Linked DNA regions of Arachis hypogaea: region 1 is linked to region 2. The links are chromatin contacts, called in public Hi-C maps. All regions are on one chromosome and are shown on one strand. The core of a region is the stretch at or near the end of the contact, and the rest is flanking DNA. Distances in the headings are between cores, read along the strand shown.

Region 1 (2,733 bases), core at 55-2,554, 270 kb before region 2:
GTGGGTACCGCGCGTCCGGGTAACGTTGCTATCCTATCCCCCACAGTTAGTTTAAAAGTTCAAAACACAGATATCATCCCACACAATAAACGATTACAACAGTGTTTCTAATTCAAAATTGCTTACTGAAGGAGAGACTCAAATAGGGAACAATAGTGATGATTAACTAATCCGTAATTTGGATTCAATTTTATGAGTTTGTTAAAAATCATCAATAATCCGCACGAGAAGGATAGGTTAATGAGGAAAACCTGAAGTTCGAAGGTAGAGAAGAGGAGAGAGGGTCAGCAAGAGAAGGGCTCAAAACTCTGCTGGGGAAAGGGCTTTGACTCTGATCCCTATTCCTGATCGGAGACTCATCGCCTCTGAATATATCATCGTAGAAGTCACTGTTCTTGTTTGAATAACGCCTCCGATTCACGAAATCTTCCCCTCCAAACACTGGTCTCTCCCGCTCAGGACGCCACGCACACGAACTTGGAGCCTCGCCTTCTTCTCCTTCTCCTTCTTGACTCAAATCCTGCAACCTGCTGTAGCTGAGGCTATGCCGAATCTCGCTGTTAATGGAAGACCGCCGTGGCGGCCCTCCGAACACATCGTTGAAATCCACATCGGAGTTTCTGCTTGGCGTGCTTGGACTCGTGTAGAAACCGCTTTCCCCTTGTTGTGAAGAATAAGAAGAGGAGTAAAACCTCTCCATTATTATTAATAATTAATAATAACTGTCAACTAATTCAGGATTAAAAATTGGCGGGAAAACGTGGAACGCAGCGGAGGGTAATGGAAAGTTTGTTTTGAACTGTAACTGCCTCTGCCTGCTATGAATCAGAGACACAGACGAGAACAGGCACGAATTCTGAAAGGGAAGTAACTACCACAATACGACAGAGAAGGTGCGCCGAAGACCAATTGCCATTGGCAAGCCACAAGATATGAGTGACTTGGGATAATACTTTAAAGGATAGAAACAAAACTATAAAAAAGTGATGCTGATAACTCGACCACTCTACTCCATGCCTTTTTGAAGAAATCTTTTCCCTCAATTCTTCTTTGGGATACTAATTAAATCCCCTCTCGCTTAAAATTTTCAATGCGGCCACCACACCCTCTGCCACTTCTCTGATTTTGTCTCTTCCTATCATATTTTTGGCTATTCAAGAGTTGGCATTAGGAATAGGAACCGATGTCACAAGAGAAAAATATGAAATTTTGGCCCCACGTAGCACTCTTCATATAATTTTTGTTATATATTTATGCATTCATTTCACTAGTTCAAAGTTTCTTATTTTCAATAATTTTTCAGTAATTCAGATTTTCCGTAACCTCCGATATACGTAGATGAAACGCATCCATCACGGGATTCCTGATTAGGCACGAAGATAAGGGGCCCATGCAATACCAGAACATATGGTTCGGGAAAAGAGCCAATCGTGCCAGAGAAAAATCGATAATACATTCGCAACAAGCGCCAAACTATTGCAAAGGCTCATTCATTACTCAAGGAACCTGAACTCTCATTTACATTATTTCAATTTGAATGCTTGTCACACTTTCCTGCTCAGTGCCAAAACCAACAACCAAGCAAAACAACATCCAACTTAAGAGGCTGGTTGCTTACAAACAAAATTTGGACGGTCAAAACTTTAAATTCGGACCTACATTTCTGAATTGGTTGTCACTAACATCATTTCCTGGAGGGTAACAATGTTTAAACCTTTTATTTATAATAATCACATATGCTGCATGGTGCGCATGAGGACAAAAAGAGTATGTACAAGAGAACTGGATTGGATTTTAGGCATCTTCAGAGCCGGTAATATATGAAATGATAACTGTTGTGTCGTCAAGCTTGCCACCATAGTAACGGAGCCCAGCATCTTGAGCAGCAGTTGAAAAAGGCGTCTGCCGGTCTTTGTCCTGTGCCCGTTGGCGTGCCAGTGCAGCTATTTTCTGAGCCGTTGCCTGAGGGCTTAAGCCAGCTCTTTTGGCATGAACCACCACTGCCGTGATATCATTATTATACAAGTTGTCAAACAACCCATCCGTACCAGCGACTATGACATCACCAAGAGCAACACGAATTGTGAAAACCTGACATGAACAAGGCAATCCACATAAAAGTCCAACAAGAAGCATAGATAAACAAATATTCAAGAAGATTAACTAGTTTATTGACTATGGCAATGGTGAACTACTTAAGGATATGGATGCCATTCGCATGTTATAGAAGGGAATAATTGAGACAAAATATAAAAAACTGTCTGAAAAGAATTAGATAACCACCAAAAGTTTTAATGGCTTGTTATAATGAATGCAAGTAATATGCTAGCATTAACAAGATCATACTTAAATGGTAGTAAGCTTTGTCTGCATTTCTCCAACTTTCTTAAAGACACAGTACCAGGATTTACCATATCTTTCAATGTCCTACAGCCTACAGTAAACTTCCATCTAAAGTAGACTACTTTAACTGGTGGTGTTTATGCTGCAAGTTACTTTCAAATTTCACATCTCACTTACAGCTGATCGGAGATAACATATCTAAAGAGCACATCATAATAGTCTAATATGATAATTGACTGTGGGACTACATTGAACAGAGAGTAAATCAACAAAACTACTATAGGACTTAAAGAAACCACTATAATCAATACATCCTGTAAATAAAGGGATTAAAAACTTGATTAAAGATTAAACAAATCAAATACGACACATAAAGTATTATAAGGTTTA
Region 2 (2,816 bases), core at 267-2,766:
CCTTTTTTTCCTCTTACATTTTCTTTATTTGTCCAATTAATTTTTGCACTTATTATCCTATAAAATGTACTTTAATATTTATAATAACATTGCTTTTATTTTATTTGGTTGTTTCTTCTTTTTTTTTACTTTCTTTTCACTTAATTTTTACATCTATTATTATATTAAAATAGTTAAATATTTATAATAATATCAATATTTAATTGGATGTTAATAAAGCTATATATATAATAGTACATGAAATGATGAAAATAAATAATTTCAAAATCTATTTATTTCTCTCACGATATTAAAATTATAACATATTAAATAAATTTATTAAAATGAGTATATTTTATATTTTTTATTCACAAATATATTTTAAATACATATAATTTGAACATCTGATTTATATTATTGTATGCCATATATTTTATGATATAAAACATAAAAATATAACTTACTGTCACATTAATACTTAGTAAAACAAATTAATTGAATCAAAAAAATCAAAAATAGATTATTTTTATATTTTCTTATCGGATCTAAAATGAAAAAAAAAATTTATAAGGACGACTAAGATAACTTATTTATTTGACAAGTGTTAATTAATATTATCAAATATATTATTTAATTGTACAAAATTTTAATTTTTGGTCTCTCCTTTACCAAATTTTTGGATTCATCTCTGACTTTAAGCGTTTGTTTGTTTGTTTTTTTTTTTCCTTTCTTTTTTGGTTAACTTTTATTCTTTTTTGGTTAACTATTATCATCTTTTTTTTTTGCTATGGAATTTCAACTCCTTATTATTCAATAATTTCAAAATGCAAATGCTAAGTCACCAATATTTTTCTCTTATATATATTTTAAATTTAAATTAACACTAATCTTTTTTTTCGACTACATCCTGAGAGTGGTCCATGAGATCCACACCAATACCATATCCCAATTTGGTTTAATTTCCAGACAGCATAGTAGTCCCTTGGCCCTCTTGCAAAACACTCTTAATATCACACTAGACACTAGTGAAACGATGGCGTTTGCTTTTGATGCCTAACAAAAATAAATGCAACATCATTTTGATACATATGAATATTGTTTTAGATACCAACATATATTAAAACGACTTCGTATCTGCTTTCATTAGACGTCAAAAGCAAACAATGTTTCTCTAGTATCGTGGCATCGGGAGTACCAATTCATCACTTCGTTTGCAGAGTCATTGTCAAAAAGAAGTCGAAAAACCACTATAATGCCAAGAGATCAATCTCGTAAACAATAATAGCGGAATAGAAACATCAAGAACCAAATCGATATATGACGTGATTCTCAATGACCACTTTGAAAATTTAGTCATTTTTTCCAATTTTTTCGTTTGAAAATACTAGTCCCTGGTATTCTTATTCTCCGCTCTGAAATTATCTAACATCTTATATTCTTATGTCAAATTTCCGCACCATCAACAACAAAAGGGTACAATATGGTATGGTACTCATCCTCCCATTATAAGTTTGTAACATGACGGTAACTTGTGAGAATATAAATGGGCCTAACTGTTAGTAAATCTGTCTAAACTGCTATCATTTGTAACATGTACTGTCGAACCAATGGAGCACATTTCAGCAAGGAACAAAAGATCTCTCTATCATAATTACGTTCCATTCTCAAATTTATATCAGAATCACAATCCGACTGAACAAAGTTCCAATTATGCGGTCTATTGAGGAAAAGGAATTACAATGTAGAAAATATATCCACAGTGTAGATGAGATGACATTGCAGCACCATGCCAAGTGGGAATCTTCAAAAGCTAGATACGCCTTGAAATTTTCAGCGTTGGTCTGGAACCATACACCATCCGACCATCGTAACATCATAATTTATGAACGGCAAGCATTAAAAATTTGTCCTCTCATTACATCGACCGGCATGTGCTCAACCGTGTAACGCTCAGGACCAAAGTACACTCCTGTCCTCTCCAAAAGCGAAATACTTTCCTCTCGACCATACTTCGAAGCATATAGTTTCAGGTATTCAAAGTCCTAAAAAGAGGCATAAAGATTAGAATGAAAATGAAAATCAATTCCTGTCATGGATGGACAAACCATGAAAATACTCCTTCATTCATGGAAATCAGTTAAAAACAGAAAGGGCAGAAGTATTTCCGATAAATGCATGAGTTGAGAATAAATTTACAGTACGAGAAAAATGTTAGCACTTTACCTGCAAGCCACTAAGCAGGCGCTCTAGCCTAAGAGAAGCCACTGGTTGATGAGATTTTGAGAAAACCTCACCAGGGTAGTATAAAACTCCATCCCCAGGAGGAAGGCCATGCCTGAATCTTATCTGTTTCCATAAGACCGGTTGGTAGGAAAATAACAATACAGTATAACTAGTACTAACAGCTCCATTATTTTCCAAATTCAGCACAAAGAGACTATTAAGATACCTCTGCACTGGCTGCAGTTGCCTTCTCATAGCAGTTGGCACCCCAGTATAAAAATCCGGTGCCACCCTCCTTCCACACACGCCACATGACAGCACGGTGTTGAGTACCACGCATCCCAAGGTGCCAATTTGGATGAGGATCTGATGGCCCCATGCAGACATATGTCCACCATTCCTGTAAAAAAACGCCACCTTCTAATAAGAAAATGAGAGTACATATATAAAGAACAAGCACAACAGCAACACGTAATCTACTATGCACCAAACATGGAATTCTCCCATTCAACTCTAGCAGGATTCAGGTTAAGATGCTTAGCTTGAGAATTGGACAAATTTAGTTTCAGAAAAATGGATAACATCGTGAAGAAATTAAATATCTATTACTAAAG

The links. A called contact is a pair of places that touch in the nucleus more often than the background predicts.
Region 1: a Hi-C map of an unstated tissue shows a contact between it and region 2, with 7 times the contacts expected there. The contact joins the promoter of LOC112766502 here to the enhancer-like site in region 2. A contact is called at or near these places in 4 of 8 Hi-C or Micro-C datasets (leaf and an unstated tissue).

What each region holds. Positions count from the first base shown.
Region 1 is chr17:115,033,185-115,035,917 of arahy.Tifrunner.gnm2.J5K5, reverse strand. LOC112766502 (J domain-containing protein required for chloroplast accumulation response 1) reads right to left here and starts at 1,304. Exons shown (of 9, transcript XM_072223345.1): 1 at 252-1,304. It overlaps LOC112764873 (probable protein phosphatase 2C 55), which reads right to left. Exons shown (of 4, transcript XM_025810685.3): 4 at 1,475-2,091. The coding sequence ends at 1,795.
Region 2 is chr17:114,760,936-114,763,751 of arahy.Tifrunner.gnm2.J5K5, reverse strand. It overlaps LOC112764442, which reads right to left. Exons shown (of 16, transcript XM_025810036.3): 14 at 2,429-2,602; 15 at 2,203-2,325; 16 at 1,597-2,021. The coding sequence ends at 1,860. Among protein-coding and RNA genes, the nearest start is that of LOC112764442, 6.6 kb to the right of the region's middle. Within about 2 kb of position 1,516, at least 2 of the 3 cell types and tissues checked have open chromatin away from gene starts, as enhancers often do.